Regions from separate parts of the Macaca mulatta genome. Here all the other regions are linked to region 1. The links are chromatin contacts, called in public Hi-C maps. All regions are on one chromosome and are shown on one strand. Each heading gives the region's core, a stretch centred on a gene start, on an enhancer-like site or on the middle of the called end of the contact. The rest is flanking DNA. Distances are from core to core; before and after follow the strand shown.

Evidence for each region. A called contact is a pair of places that touch in the nucleus more often than the background predicts.
Region 2: a contact with region 1 is called in a Hi-C map of cortical neurons, with 3 times the contacts expected there. The contact joins the promoter of RAB8B here to the promoter of APH1B in region 1. A contact is called at or near these places in 4 of 14 Hi-C or Micro-C datasets (CD4 T cells, cortical neurons, fetal cortex germinal zone and 1 more).
Region 3: a contact with region 1 is called in a Hi-C map of cortical neurons, with 3 times the contacts expected there. The contact joins the promoter of RPS27L here to the promoter of APH1B in region 1. A contact is called at or near these places in 4 of 14 Hi-C or Micro-C datasets (cortical neurons, fetal cortex germinal zone, fetal cortical plate and 1 more).

What each region holds. Positions count from the first base shown.
Region 1 is chr7:40,609,437-40,613,741 of T2T-MMU8v2.0, forward strand. APH1B (aph-1 homolog B, gamma-secretase subunit) reads left to right here and starts at 2,036. Exons shown (of 6, transcript XM_001105067.5): 1 at 2,036-2,167; 2 at 3,592-3,762. The coding sequence starts at 2,055.
Region 2 is chr7:40,519,399-40,523,748 of T2T-MMU8v2.0, forward strand. It overlaps RAB8B (RAB8B, member RAS oncogene family), which reads left to right and starts at 2,689. Exons shown (of 8, transcript NM_001257955.1): 1 at 2,689-2,898. The coding sequence starts at 2,775.
Region 3 is chr7:40,488,191-40,492,777 of T2T-MMU8v2.0, forward strand. It overlaps RPS27L (ribosomal protein S27 like), which reads right to left and starts at 2,657. Exons shown (of 4, transcript NM_001193433.1): 1 at 2,558-2,657; 2 at 1,574-1,682; 3 at 974-1,084. The coding sequence starts at 2,563.

The DNA.
Region 1 (4,305 bases), core at 786-3,285:
GGTCAGGAGTTTGAGACTGGCCTGGCCAACATTGTGAAACCCTGTCTCTACTAAAATATAAAAATAACCCAGGCATGGTGGCATGTGCCTATAGTCCCAGCTACTTGGGAGGCTGAGGCAGGAGAACTGCTTGAACCTGGGGGGCAGAGGTTGCAGTGAGCTGAGATCACGCCACTGCACTCTAGCTTGGGCGACGGCGACAGAGTTAGACTCCGTCTCCAAAACAACAACAACAAAATAACAAAATGGTACCCATTATCTGTCTACTTTGCCATATTCTCTCCTCCTATCTCCACAGCATCCACTTAAGCCCGAAATCTCTAGAAGCCCTCATCCTTGACTCTTCCCCCATCTCACTCTGTGTAGCTCATTAGTCACTAAATTCTGTTTGTACAATTCCTAAACTTCTATTAAATTTGTCTGCTTCCCTCCAGAGTCCTGCTAATTCCCTGATTCCGGCCATTACCATTTCATGCCTGCGTTATGCTGAGGACCTCCCGTCTGGAATCTCATTTTCCGTATCTTTACAAAGCAGATCTATCACTCTGAACTGTTGCCTCAGCCTGAGTTTTGATAGGTGTGCTGGGATCCGACCATTCAAAATACAGTCACTGGAATCTGAAGAAGTATTCTGTGGGAGTGAATGGAAATATATATGACTTTTAAACGGGCAAAGGTAATGTTTTTCTGTAAGAATTAAATACCTGCAGTTGTATTATTTTAAGGACCATTTTGAGAGGTGAGCTGCAAAACACCGGTCAGGTCCCAACATCTGTCTGCTGGTGTTTTTTAAAATGTGGATTGCCAAAATCTTTATTCATGATGGGCATTACGTAGGAGTGGTTAACACTTACACAGCACTTACCTGTGTCAGGCACATTGATCAAAACAACCGATGAAGCATTATTCTTATTCAACATAAAAGAAAAATCTAACTTGGATGTGAATGATCAGAGAACTTACGTTTTAATTTTTAAACCTTTCAGAAATTAATACAGGTGTTTATAACTTCCACTTTTTAAATTATTTCACTTACTGAACAGATATTAGTGAACTTCTAGGTGCTGAGGAAGCAACAAAGAGCAAAGCAAACTCCCTGTCCCCCAGGAGTTCGCATTTTAACGGGGAAGAAAAATAAGCAAGTGAAATGAACGACAGTGAGAAGACGGAGCAGGGAGATGTTACTATTGCTTGTAGGGTGGTCACAGAATGCCTGAAAAAACAACTTTTTTGAAGATTTGAGAAAAAAATAAAAACCATTTGGCCAAAACAGCCCTGAGGAGGGCAGCTTCTTCCACCACTCTTTCATCATTTTACCATCTGTGGGTTATCGCCGGGGTCACTGCCATCCCAGCCTAGGTTTTATACAGGATGGAGTACGAAGTTCCCGCAACTATCCAAACGTGCTAAACAAACAAACAAACAAACAAACACTATTTAAAAAGGAATCCTGCTTGTGCCTGCGCTACGTTTTTCTTTAGTCTCTTTAGTTGACTTGGAATCTCGGCCTGTTCTCGGTGCATGCGGCTCGAAGGTGGGCTGGGGAGCTCCCTTTCTCTTAGCCACCTCGCGGCCGGCACTGGAACCCGATCGGGGTGTATCTGCGGGGGTGCGGCGATGGTTCGGGCCCTAACGTCGCCAAGGACGCCCGCTTCGGCAGCAGGAGCTGCGGCGTGCCCTGGCGCTACTGAACACCCGGTAGGACGGAGGGCCCAACGGGGGGGGTCCGCACTCACAGCCTTGAGCCCGCCCCTGCGCCCGGCACCCTCAGCCCACGCTCCGCCCTGTCCCCACGGCGCTAGCGTTTAACCCCACGCCCCGCCTCGCCCCGCGACCCACGTGCCCCGCCCCCGCCCCCACGTGCCCCGCCCCCGAGCCCCGCTCAGCCCCGCCCCCGTCCCCTGTCCGCCCCCGTCCCCTGTCCGCCCCCGAGCCCCGCCCCGCCCCCCGCGTCCGGCTCAGCCCCCCACCCCGAGCCCCACCCACCGAACCCCGCCCGCGCCGGGAGCATCTTGCGTACCCAGCGGGCCCCCGGGTCGGTTTCCGCGGTGGCCATGACGGCGGCCGTGTTCTTCGGCTGCGCCTTCATTGCCTTCGGGCCTGCGCTCGCCCTCTATGTCTTCACCATCGCCACCGATCCATTGCGTGTCATCTTCCTCATCGCTGGGTGAGGCGGTCGCGTCGGGAAACCCGGACGCCGGGGCTCCCCTCCCCCGCCGGGGTTACCCGCGACCCTCGGCGCCCCCACCGCGCGGCTCGACCTTGTTGCGTTTCGGACGGGAGGAGGGTTGAGAGGGGGAGAGCGGAGATCCCGCTCCCCAAAGGCGCCTCGCCCTCTTAGGAAGAAGCGCACACTGGGGGTCAGGGCCTTTTGCCTGGGGCCCATGGCTAGGGTTTAGTGATCCGTGAAGCCACTAAAGTTGTATAAAAAAATTATGGATAAGTTCATATATGCATCGTCAGCATCCTTCATTTTCTGGAGAGGGAGTCCCTAATTTCCCTCAGATTCTCAAAAGCTTCTGTAATCCCCAAAGGGTTAAGAACCATTGGCGTCTAGGATAGTAGTGCGCGACCTCTGCCAATTAGAATCACCTGTGGCCAGGTGCTTTAAAACATGCCGATGCCCACCCCCACCCCGATCCGTTGAATCAGAATGTCTAGGGGATGGGATTCGGGCTTCAGAAAAAATTTTTTTAAAGCTCCTTTTGAATGGTTCCGTTGTGCAGCCGAAGGTTGGAAACCTGTAAAAACACCGAAGCACCTGACTGTACATCTCCTTGTGGGAGCTTGATAAATACCGGACTGTGTTGTCCCATCCCAGTCATCACCTGGCTCTTCCTTGCACATACCACATCCCCCTCCCCTGATGAGTCTCTCTTGGCACCGCACTAGGCCAGTGATTCCCACTTTTCTGCGTTTCTTCACCTCCCACAAACGAAAGTGGTTCGTTGCGTGTCATTTAAAAAACAATAGAGACTTGGGGAAAGGTCTGTAAAGCTTGCTATAATCATTAGAATCCCCAGGGGTGCTGTAAGACCTGGAGGGCTTGGATACTGATCCAGACCAGAACACAGGTTTTCAAGTTGAATTTTATACCAATCACTTTAATAGAGATGTAGATATTTTTCTGGAAAAGATACTTATCTTTGCAGATATCGGACCAGTAAATCCATAATTTCTTGTAAGTTTTTAGAATATGAAAATTGCAGTAATCAGTTGTATATTTTCTTGTTTTGGCTTTTCAGTGGGCAGAGCATTGGTTAGAAAGAATAACAAATAACCAAGTTTCTAGCTAGACAGCCCTTGGCAGATAGAGTCTGCAAATGTACTTGCAAATAGCAGGGTCACTGAAAAAAGAGTAATTGTTGGGAAACCTCAACATTCCTCTTGGACATGTCTGTCTCACCAAGGAAAATGCACCGTTAAGAACAACTGATCAGAGCATCGCTATGAGGACTTTTTTTTTTTTTTTTCCTTATTAAAACGTCAAGAAATCTCTTCCTTCTTAAGCAGATTTTTTTTTTCCTGCTTTTAAACATTATTAATCCTGTACTGATGTTCACTTGTAACATTTTTTCCCCTATTTTTCAGAGCTTTCTTCTGGTTGGTGTCTCTACTGATTTCATCCCTTGTTTGGTTCATGGCAAGAGTCATTACTGACAACAAAGATGGACCCACACAGAAATATCTGCTCATCTTTGGAGCGTTTGTCTCTGTCTATATCCAAGAAATGTTCCGATTTGCATATTATAGACTCTTAAAGTAAGTTAAATACCTGCGTTACCTTTTTTTTCCCTAGTTAGATTTTAGTTATGATTTGGTCATTTGAAACGTGAATATAAGTATTGTATTTGTGCCCTCGTACATAGTACTAAGCCAAGAGATTGGTACATTTCCAGCCTGAAAATATTGAGTGTTCTTTTATCTTGTGGAAATTTCTTCTTTCCTTCCTTTCTTTGTTTATTCAAAAAAATATTCCTTGAGAATCAATCCCAGACACTATCCTAGGTACTGGGGATACATCAGTGATTAAAAGACCGGGTCTCTGGCTTCATGGAGCTTATATTATAGTAGGAGGAGACAGACAATAAATGAATGAACAAGAAATACACTGTTAGGGTAGATAAGTGTCATGGAGACAAACAAGCTAGGGAAGCATTAAAACAACTACATAAATCATTCCAGTTTCGAGTGTATATATTCTATGTTCTCCTCTTTGCCACCACCTAAGATAATTCTTTTCTTTTCTTTTTTTTTTTTTTTTTTTCCGGAGACGGAGTTTTCATTCCTGTTGCCCAGGCTGGA
Region 2 (4,350 bases), core at 1,439-3,938, 89 kb before region 1:
TCTAAATAACATTGTTGCACAAAATATGAAAATGAATAATGTGTAAGAGAAAAAAAACTAATTCTTTTTGAAGTAGTATCAATATGTCAAAATGCTTGAATGGTTCAACAGTGGTGCCCAAACTTACCAGCTAGAAAGTCCCAGTATTATATATACTTGGTAGCAGAGAAAAACTGGGGAAGTGAAAATAAGACAACATTATTATTTTTTAAAATTCCCACCAATTAACAAAATTCCCCTAAGAAAATTTAGGGACTTTAAAATTCCTAATGCTAGTTTCTCTTTTGAACTTAAGTTCTTTACCGTATCATTTTTATTCTACATTTTTATTTCTACATTTTGATTCATATAGAAAGAGAATGATAATAGTTGCATACAGACAGTGGGACTAAACATGATTTTAATAAATATACTTTTTTTCTTTTTTTTTGAGAGGGAGTCTCGCTGTGTCGCCCTGTGGCGCGATCTCGGCTCCGCCTCCCGGGTTCACGCCATTCTCCTGCCTCAGCCTCCTGAGTAGCTGGGACTACAGACGCCCGCCACCACACCCGGCTTTTTGTGTTTTTAGTATAGACGGGTTTCACCGTGTTAGCCAGGATGGTCTCGATATCCTGACCTCGTGATCCGCCCACCTCGGCCTCTCAAAGTGCTGGGATTATAGGCGTGAGCCACCGTGCCCGGCCATAAATATATATTTTTAAAAAGAAAGAAATTTCACTCGTCTTTGCGGAATTTTTCCCCCTTCTTTTCCAGGAATGAGGAGGAAGGTATAGAACAATCCACACTGTTCAGACCATGGCTGAAGTCACGTTCAGAGGCTTGCTCAAGGACTGGCTTGGGCAAGGAGACTCAGCCTGTGCCAGAGAGCAGAATCCTTCTTCATTAGGGGCAGACACTGTGACTTTGACCTCATTAGAGCTTTGTTCCTATCTAGTGGACTCTAGGAATGAGACATTCCGTAAGCAGCAGCAGCAGCAGCAGCAGCAGCAGCCGCCGCCCTCTGGCTACTGTATGATCAATAAGTTAATGATGATACATTTCATCTTTTACCCACATAGAAAATGAAGGCCAATTCCAGGGCCAACTAAGTCTTCTGCCACAATGCGACCGAGAATGGATTATCAGTGGTACTGTTCGTAAAGTCACAAGGCACACAGTATGTGTCTGAAAAAGCCTACTGGCTTGTTCAACTAACTGTCCACGTTTTTTTTCTTTTCTTTTCTTATTCCACTAATGGTGGAGTCCACTGGTTCCCTTAATAACCTCTAGCCTTCCAGAAGGTGTTTATATAGCTAAGATAAATGGTAAACGTCTGGACCAGAGGTTCTTAAACATTTTGGTTTCAAGACCCCTTTATCCTCTTAAAAATTATTGAAGACTCCAAGAAGCTTTTGTTTATGTGGGTTTTATCTGTCCGTATTTGACATATTAGAAATTAAAACTTTCAAGGGAGAACAACAGATGAGAGACAGAGAGCCCTGGCAGGGTAGACTCCTGGTCCCACACCTCCTTAGCCTTTTGCTTCCACATTACCTGAACCAGTCAACTCCCTTTTCACAACAGCTAATCCGGTTGGGTTTCTGCCACTAGCAAATGAAAGGGGACTGAACAATACACCCACAAAACAAAGAATTAGCCTAAGACAATAAATAATAAAGGATTAACTTGAGTATAACAGAATACTGTTTCCCCCTATATTCGTCATCAGTTAAGTGAGAGCCTACTGAAGACTAATGAATATTACCATCAATGCTAACAGTGCCTTATGGGTTTCAAAGAACTTCCACATTTAGTATTTAAGTTTCACTAGAACCCTATGAAGTATCTTGTTTCATATCCATTTTACAGATGAGAAAACTGAAAAGTACAGTGTTTGCGTGACTTGTCACAGCGGTTATGCAGCAAACCCAAGACTAAATTGAAATCTTACTCTCTAAATTCCCGTGGCCCGGTTCCCGCCTCACAGGACGCTTGCAGTTTTATGGGGCACAGACCTGTAGCACAAGGTTTCCCAGATTTAAAAATCCATCCTCCTGCGAGGAGAGAGGAGCGATCAGCGTAAAAGATTCTTTGAATACTCATCGTATTTGGCTCTGGTCTGTGTGGCTTGAAGAAGGGGGCACGAGTGAGGTTCGAGTTAGCATGGTAACCATTCTTTCTCAGCTCTGTGACTGAGGGGCTGCCGGAGGGGGGTTATAGTGGTTCTGGGCATGGCCTGGGGGAGAAGCTGGATAATGCACTCTGCAGATAACCCGTAGGCTGCGCCACAGCAGCGCCAAGGAAAGAAAGCATCTCTGCTCCAGGTCTCGGCGGAAGAGATGCGGGAACTACGGGACTCTGATTCTGAGGTCCTGGATTTGGAAGGCGCCCGCACACAAAGAAATTACAAAGTTAAGTTCCGGTGGCCCTACCAGCAGAGTTCGAAACGGGGCGTCCCTTCCCAGCTCGGGTGGAAACGCCTCCACCCTGTCACCCCGCCCATAGCAGGTCTTTTATCCGCTGGAGCCGCCTGGACAGTCCGCGCGGGGCACGCCCGAGGCTCCCGGGAGGAACTACAAGTCCCATGAAGCCCCGGGGCGCGGGCGGTGATGACGAAGCCCTCGCGGATTGGCCTCACGGGGAGGGGCGCGCAGGCCTTCTCTGAGAGGAGGGGCGGGGCGCGGGGCGGAGCGAGCAGCGGCGGATTGGCGGGCACGCCCCCTCGCCCGCGGCCCCCTCCTCGCTTCTCTCCACTGCCTCCTCTGGCTCCCCGGTCAGAGGGCCGGAGCGAGAAGATGGCGAAGACGTACGATTATCTCTTCAAGCTGCTGCTGATCGGCGACTCGGGGGTGGGCAAGACCTGCCTCCTGTTCCGCTTCTCAGAGGACGCCTTCAACACCACCTTCATCTCCACCATCGGTGAGGGAGGGGCCGCGGCCCGGGACCGGGGAGAGAATTGGGGGGCGGGTACGAGGGGACGGGGAGAGGGCGGGGGGCGCTTGGGAGCCCGGGAGAGGAGATCCCGGGGACTGCAAGGTGGCGGGGGCACTGAGAGGGGCGAGGGCGTTTGAGGGAGAGGGGCGAGCGGGAACGTGAGGCTAGGGCGAAGGGGTAACTTGGGGGCAAAGGAAGGGGAAGGGGAACAGAGGAACAAGGACTAGGGGTATTGGGGGAACGAGAGGGTTTGCAGACTGACAGGGAGGGGTCTTTGAGGGACAAAATGTGTTGGGGGAAGACGCAGGAAATCTCGTGTAGAGAGAGAAGGGGATAGTGGACGTGCAAATGGATTAAAAGACAGGAGAGGAAGGAAATGTGAAGGGGGAAATGAGGGATGGGGCAATGAGAGGGATGTGAAGTAAAGGGACAGAGGACACAAGGGACAGAGAGGTGAGAACCAGGCAACTGGAAGGGAATTCAGGGGAATGAGCGGTCAGGAGGTGAGGAAGAAGGGGACGGCTGGCCACAGGAGGTCTGGACCGAGATGTCGTAGGAGGGGGCAGAAGAAAATTGTAGGTGGAAGAAGAGTTCAAGGGATTAGAGGGCGGAATGAGGATACTTGGTGGAGAAAGTAAAGGAGATCTGGGTGTGAGACAGAAAGGAAAAGAGGAAGCAACATCATAGTAAAGGGAGGTTGAGCAGAGAAGACAGAGGAGATGGAAAAGAGAGGAAATGGAAAGTAGTGGGGCGCAGGACTTGCTCCAGTAACTGATTACCATGTTCTCTTTACTTCCTTTGGATCAAGTGCAGGAGAAAGCAAAATGTGACTAATGATGGAATAATGTCTGTAGAGCGTTAATTTGTTCTGTGAGTGTTAATGGATGTTAAGGGAATTGGTGACTTTTGGAAATGATGTGGTCAGGAAAATATGGTTCACCTCTTTACTATGATCTCCTGAGAAGCAAGACTTCTCAGTATTTTAAATCCTTGGGTTTGAATGTTTAACAACTTCTCAGCCAAGGAATTGATCTTATGTTCTACCTGCCTCCCTGTATATTTTGCTTTGGTTCTAATTATTGTTAAATGAATCACAACATGTGATACACCTCTAAGTTACTTCCAATTGATTCAAGAGTCTTTCTGATCTTGGCTGGGAGCTGTCCTTTCTACTTTTGTACTGGAAGACCCTGTGTTCAGGTAACAAAATCTCTTAACTTACCATAAACTGAAGACCAAGTCAAAGCTGGTTTTAAGCTGTCTTAGAAGTGACCACCTTAACATCATTTCTCCTGTTAAATAGCTGCAGGTTAATTAAGTACCTTAAGAATATCTCAGCTTTTGGTTGTCTTGGTGATGTTTCTGGCCTCTAATAGTGGCTTATTTAGGCATCTTTCATATGGTTCTTAGAGCATATTTCCCCATGAATTTCTGGGT
Region 3 (4,587 bases), core at 1,407-3,906, 120 kb before region 1:
GCCAATCCACTTGAACTCTTCCAGTGAGAACATGGAACTTACAGCTTCCCAAAATATCACAAGCAAATTTCTAACATCATTATGGAATTGTAAATTTACAAGTATTACTATGGAAACTATATATACAATTTTTTTCTTATTGCACTAAAGTGAAAGAGGAATTAAAATTAGGTTTTTATATTAATCATTGCAGTTGCTCATAAAAATAAAAACTCTGGTATTTTAACTTACACATTAGCTATCTGTTGCTTAGCTGGCAATGATTAAAAAAAAAAAACTATTATATGTACTAAATACAAAATTTTGTAAAAGAAATTTTAAAATTCTATATGGTTTTAAAAATCCGTATGTCCTGGCCGGGGAGGTGGCTCATGCCTGTAATCCCAGCACTTTGGGAGGCCGAGGCGGGCGGACCATGAGGTCAGGAGATCAAGATCATCCTGGCTAACACAGTGAAACCCTGTCTCTACTAAAAATATAAAAAATTAGCCAGGCACGGTGGCGGGCACCTGTAGTCCCAGCTACTCGGGAGGCTGAGGCAGGAGAATCGCTTGAACTCGGGAGGCGGAAGTTGCAGTGAGCCGAGATGGCGCCACTGCACTCCAGCCTGGGTGACAGAGCGAGACTCCTAATCAAAAAAACGAAACAAAACAAAAAAACCGTATGTCCTATAACATGTAGTTGTTCTTTTGCTTCTATTCTGATTTCTTTAATTTATTCCAAGTTAAGCAAACTAAGTGAATAAATATAAAAGAACTGGTGTTCTAAACTAAGAAAAATAAGTCAATGGAGTTCCCTGCAAGGTCAAGAGTATATATATATCCATTTGAACAGGACATTCTTTACTGAAAGCACACAACCAAAGATAAGTTATTTTGGTAATCATTAAGATTTCTTTAAACTTTTCAGTGAAGATGGAGACATTTATACTCATAAATCTCATCACTGGGTTGGAGAATGCCAAATGATGTACCTTCTGTGAGTCTGGCCTTTCCTCCTGTAGGCTGGCACAACACTGTTGAACAACCTACACAAAGAACCACTGTCTGAGCATGGCTGAAAACCGTGGTGATCTTGTAGCAACCTAAAAAAAAAAAGGCATGTTAAAGTGAAAAGCAGAGGAAAACAGCACCTGTTCATTTCCGGTAATATGTAAAAAAAATTAGGAACTTTAGTGCTATGAAACAGCAAGCCATATGTGTAACATAAACTTTTTTAGCAGCGACACAAAATTTTTAAAAACAGGTAAAATCAATAATATATTTTATTAAACTTAATATTTCCAAAATATCAACAGACTTTTCCTTGTATCATGAAATAGAAAACTCATCATCTGAAGAGCTTAAAGACTAACTCAAATGGCATATCTCCTTTGAATGCCCGTTTTCACTTACCCCGAAATGTTTCTACAGTGGTTTCAGTACCTTGATTATGAAAATGTCCCTGACATTTCCAATTCTGTAATCCCACGTCTACTCAACAGAGGGTTCTAATGTATCTTACCTATACACATCACACTAGCAATCCCTACAGAAATTTTCCTTAGTAAAGGAATTAAGATTTCAAATTTTACCTGGGCATTTTACATCCATAAAGTAAGAATTTGGACTTTGTACCAGGCGTTTCTTTTTATGTTTTTTCTTTTCCTCTTCCAAGGATGGATGTAGTAAATCTCTAGCCAACTGAACAAAGAAGCATATTATTACTATTAGTTTTAAACCACAATGCTGGCACATTTAACCATACGTAATATATACATGCAAAAACCGGAATAAAGGTCATCCTCGGCAGAAGCAACACTTCAGATAGTAAAGTTATTTTTCGAAACCTGTTAATAACTTTCATCAATACTTTCCGTAATACTTGTGTTCTCCAAGTCCCTGTGAAAGTGCTTTCGGGCGATCAGGAAACATATGGTAAGGCAAACTCTGTCCTTTACTCAACTGCGTAATGAACTGTCTTCAGGGAAAACTGCGCGAAGTCGAGGTGCTAACAAAAGAAAGTGACCCCGACTGTGGACTCGCTTAGAGTAGAAACTGCTGAAGTAGACCAGATAACGCCAGCGCCCGGGTGATTTTTGCTCCTGGGGCTCAACAGCTGATCTGACAGGAATTCTGGCTGAGCGACCGTCCTTGACGGAATTCATATATAAAGCAACAACGACGACAGCTTTTTTAAAAGGAAAACAAGTAGGAAATCGCTTTCGAAAGAAGGCAGGGGGGAGAGAAACACCAAGCACTAGGAAAGCAAAAAGACCCAAAGATCACAGCCTCAGGGACACCCATCAAAAACCAAGACGGCTCATAAGCTACCCAGAGAGCTGTTCCCCTCCCACCCACCGCCTCTGAATTGCAGCCCACGCCCCTGCAGGGCCAGCCGCGCCGCGCTGACCGGGCAAGTCACTACATGCCCGCCACGCGCGAAGACGCTGCGCAACCGGAGCCGCCTCGCCACTCTCGGACACTACAGGCCCGGGAAACAGCCGGACTCATCCGTCCCATAGGACCCTCGGTAAAGAAGCCCAAAACAAACCCGGAGCCCGACGTAAACAACTTACAGGCATGTTGATCCTCTCGCAAGCCCAGCCCTCACAGACTTCTCAGCGTACACCGCTGGCAAGCTGCACGCGATCTGCGCTCGGCATCAACTTCCGGGATAGAGGCGGCTGGGAGGAGCAGCGGGGCGGGCCTGTCCGCTCTAGGCCCTCCTCTCGGTGGTAGGCGGGGACCCTCAAGGCGGGTCCACCGGTCCAGGGCGCAGGGAAGACCTGGGGATGGCGCGCGTTCGAGGGTGCCAAGTCCCGTGGGTCCAACGGGTTCGTCGGCGAGGGCCGCGGGCTCTGCGATGCCTGAGGCCAGAATCTGGCGGGGGAGCGGCCTCGGGCTTAGGCCATGGCGAGGGAGCGCTGGTGGCCACCCTGGCCGGCGCCACTCCGGAACCCGGCTGACCCTCAGCGCCGGCCCCGGCCCCCTGGCCCGGCCGCTCTCGCTTGGCTCTGGGGGTGGGCACACGCGGCGATGCCACTATTCTCTTCTTTTGTATATTAAAAAATACAGTATTATTAACCATTAATACGTGCCAGAGAAATTATGAAAGAGGCTCGTATCCTTTTGGCTTCCCTTTCCAAGGCGGAGATTTCGAAGTTTTCTGCGGGGTGTGGCGGTGCCTTAGGTTTGCGGCTGTGCCTTAGGTTTGCTTTGTTCTGAAAATAAGTTTTTATAACAGCACGGATTCGCTGCTGTGCCTCGGTCACTAAGAGACCCACCCCTTTCTGTCTTCTGAGGATTACACGTACTTTGCAGAGTGGACAACTCGGGGGCCTGAGAAAGGCGAATGTCACCGATGACCGAACAGGAGTCTTTATCATTATCATTATTTGAGACAAGGTCTCGGTCTGTTGCCCAGGCTGGAATGCAATGATGCCATCACAGCTCGCTGCAGCCTCGACCTCCTGGGCTCAAGCGATTCTCCCGCCTCAGCCTCCCGAGTAGCTGGGACCACAGGAAGACGCCACTTTGCTTTTTTTTTTTTTTTTCTTAGAGACAGGGTCCTGCTATATTGCCCAGGCTGGTCTCCAACTCCTAGGCTCAAACAGTCCTCCCACCTCAGCCTCCCAAGTAGCTGGGACCACAGGCGCGTGACAGCATGCTCTATTTTTGAGGAGGAAACTCTATGCTTGAAAGATGGGTGTCATGGGCGACCAAAAGGCAAGAAACCAGAAAGACACTTGACCAGAAAATTGGCCTAACTGGATTTTTTTTTTTTTTTTTTTTTGGCAGAGTCTTGTTCTGTCGCCCAGGCTGGAGTGCAGTGGCACAATCTTGGCTCACTGCAACCTCCACCTCCCGGGTTCACGCAGTCCTCCTGCCTCAGCCTCCCAAGTAGTTGAGATTACAGGCGTCTGCCACCATGTCCGGCTACATTTTGTGTTTTTAGTAGAGACGGGGGGGGGTGGGGGAGGAGGTGGTTTCACTATGTTGGCCAGGCTGGTCTCGAACTCCTGACCTCAAGTGATCCGCCTGCCTTGGCCTCCCAAAGTGTTGGGATTACAGGCGTGAGCCACTGCATCCGGCCCTAACTGGATGTTCTTAATCACCTTATTTGTCTTTGCAAAAAGGATACATGTATAATATACATTTTGGGAAATGCAGAAAAATAGAAGAAAATTTACCATCTGGAGATAAACATTTTTAACTTTTGACCTATATCCTTCCTAATATTTTTTACTCACTTGGATATAGGTTTATTTTGGGTTTTGACTTAACCTAATTGGGATCATCTTGTGCATAATCTTTTGTAGACTTGAGTTTTCCTCCCACGTACTATAAAATGAGCATCACTCCATGTCACTACATTTTTTTTTTTTTAAACAAGATCTCACTGTGTTGCCCAGGCTGGAGTGCAGTGGCATGATCTTGGCTCACTGCAGCCTCGACCTGCCAGGCTCAAGCAATCCTCCCACCTCAGCCTGCTGAGTAGTTGGGACTGCAGGTGCAAGCCATCACGCCTAGCTAATTTTTGTATTTTTCGTAGAGATGGGGTTTTGCCATGTTGCCCAGGCTGGAATATTCTACATTATGCTTCTTA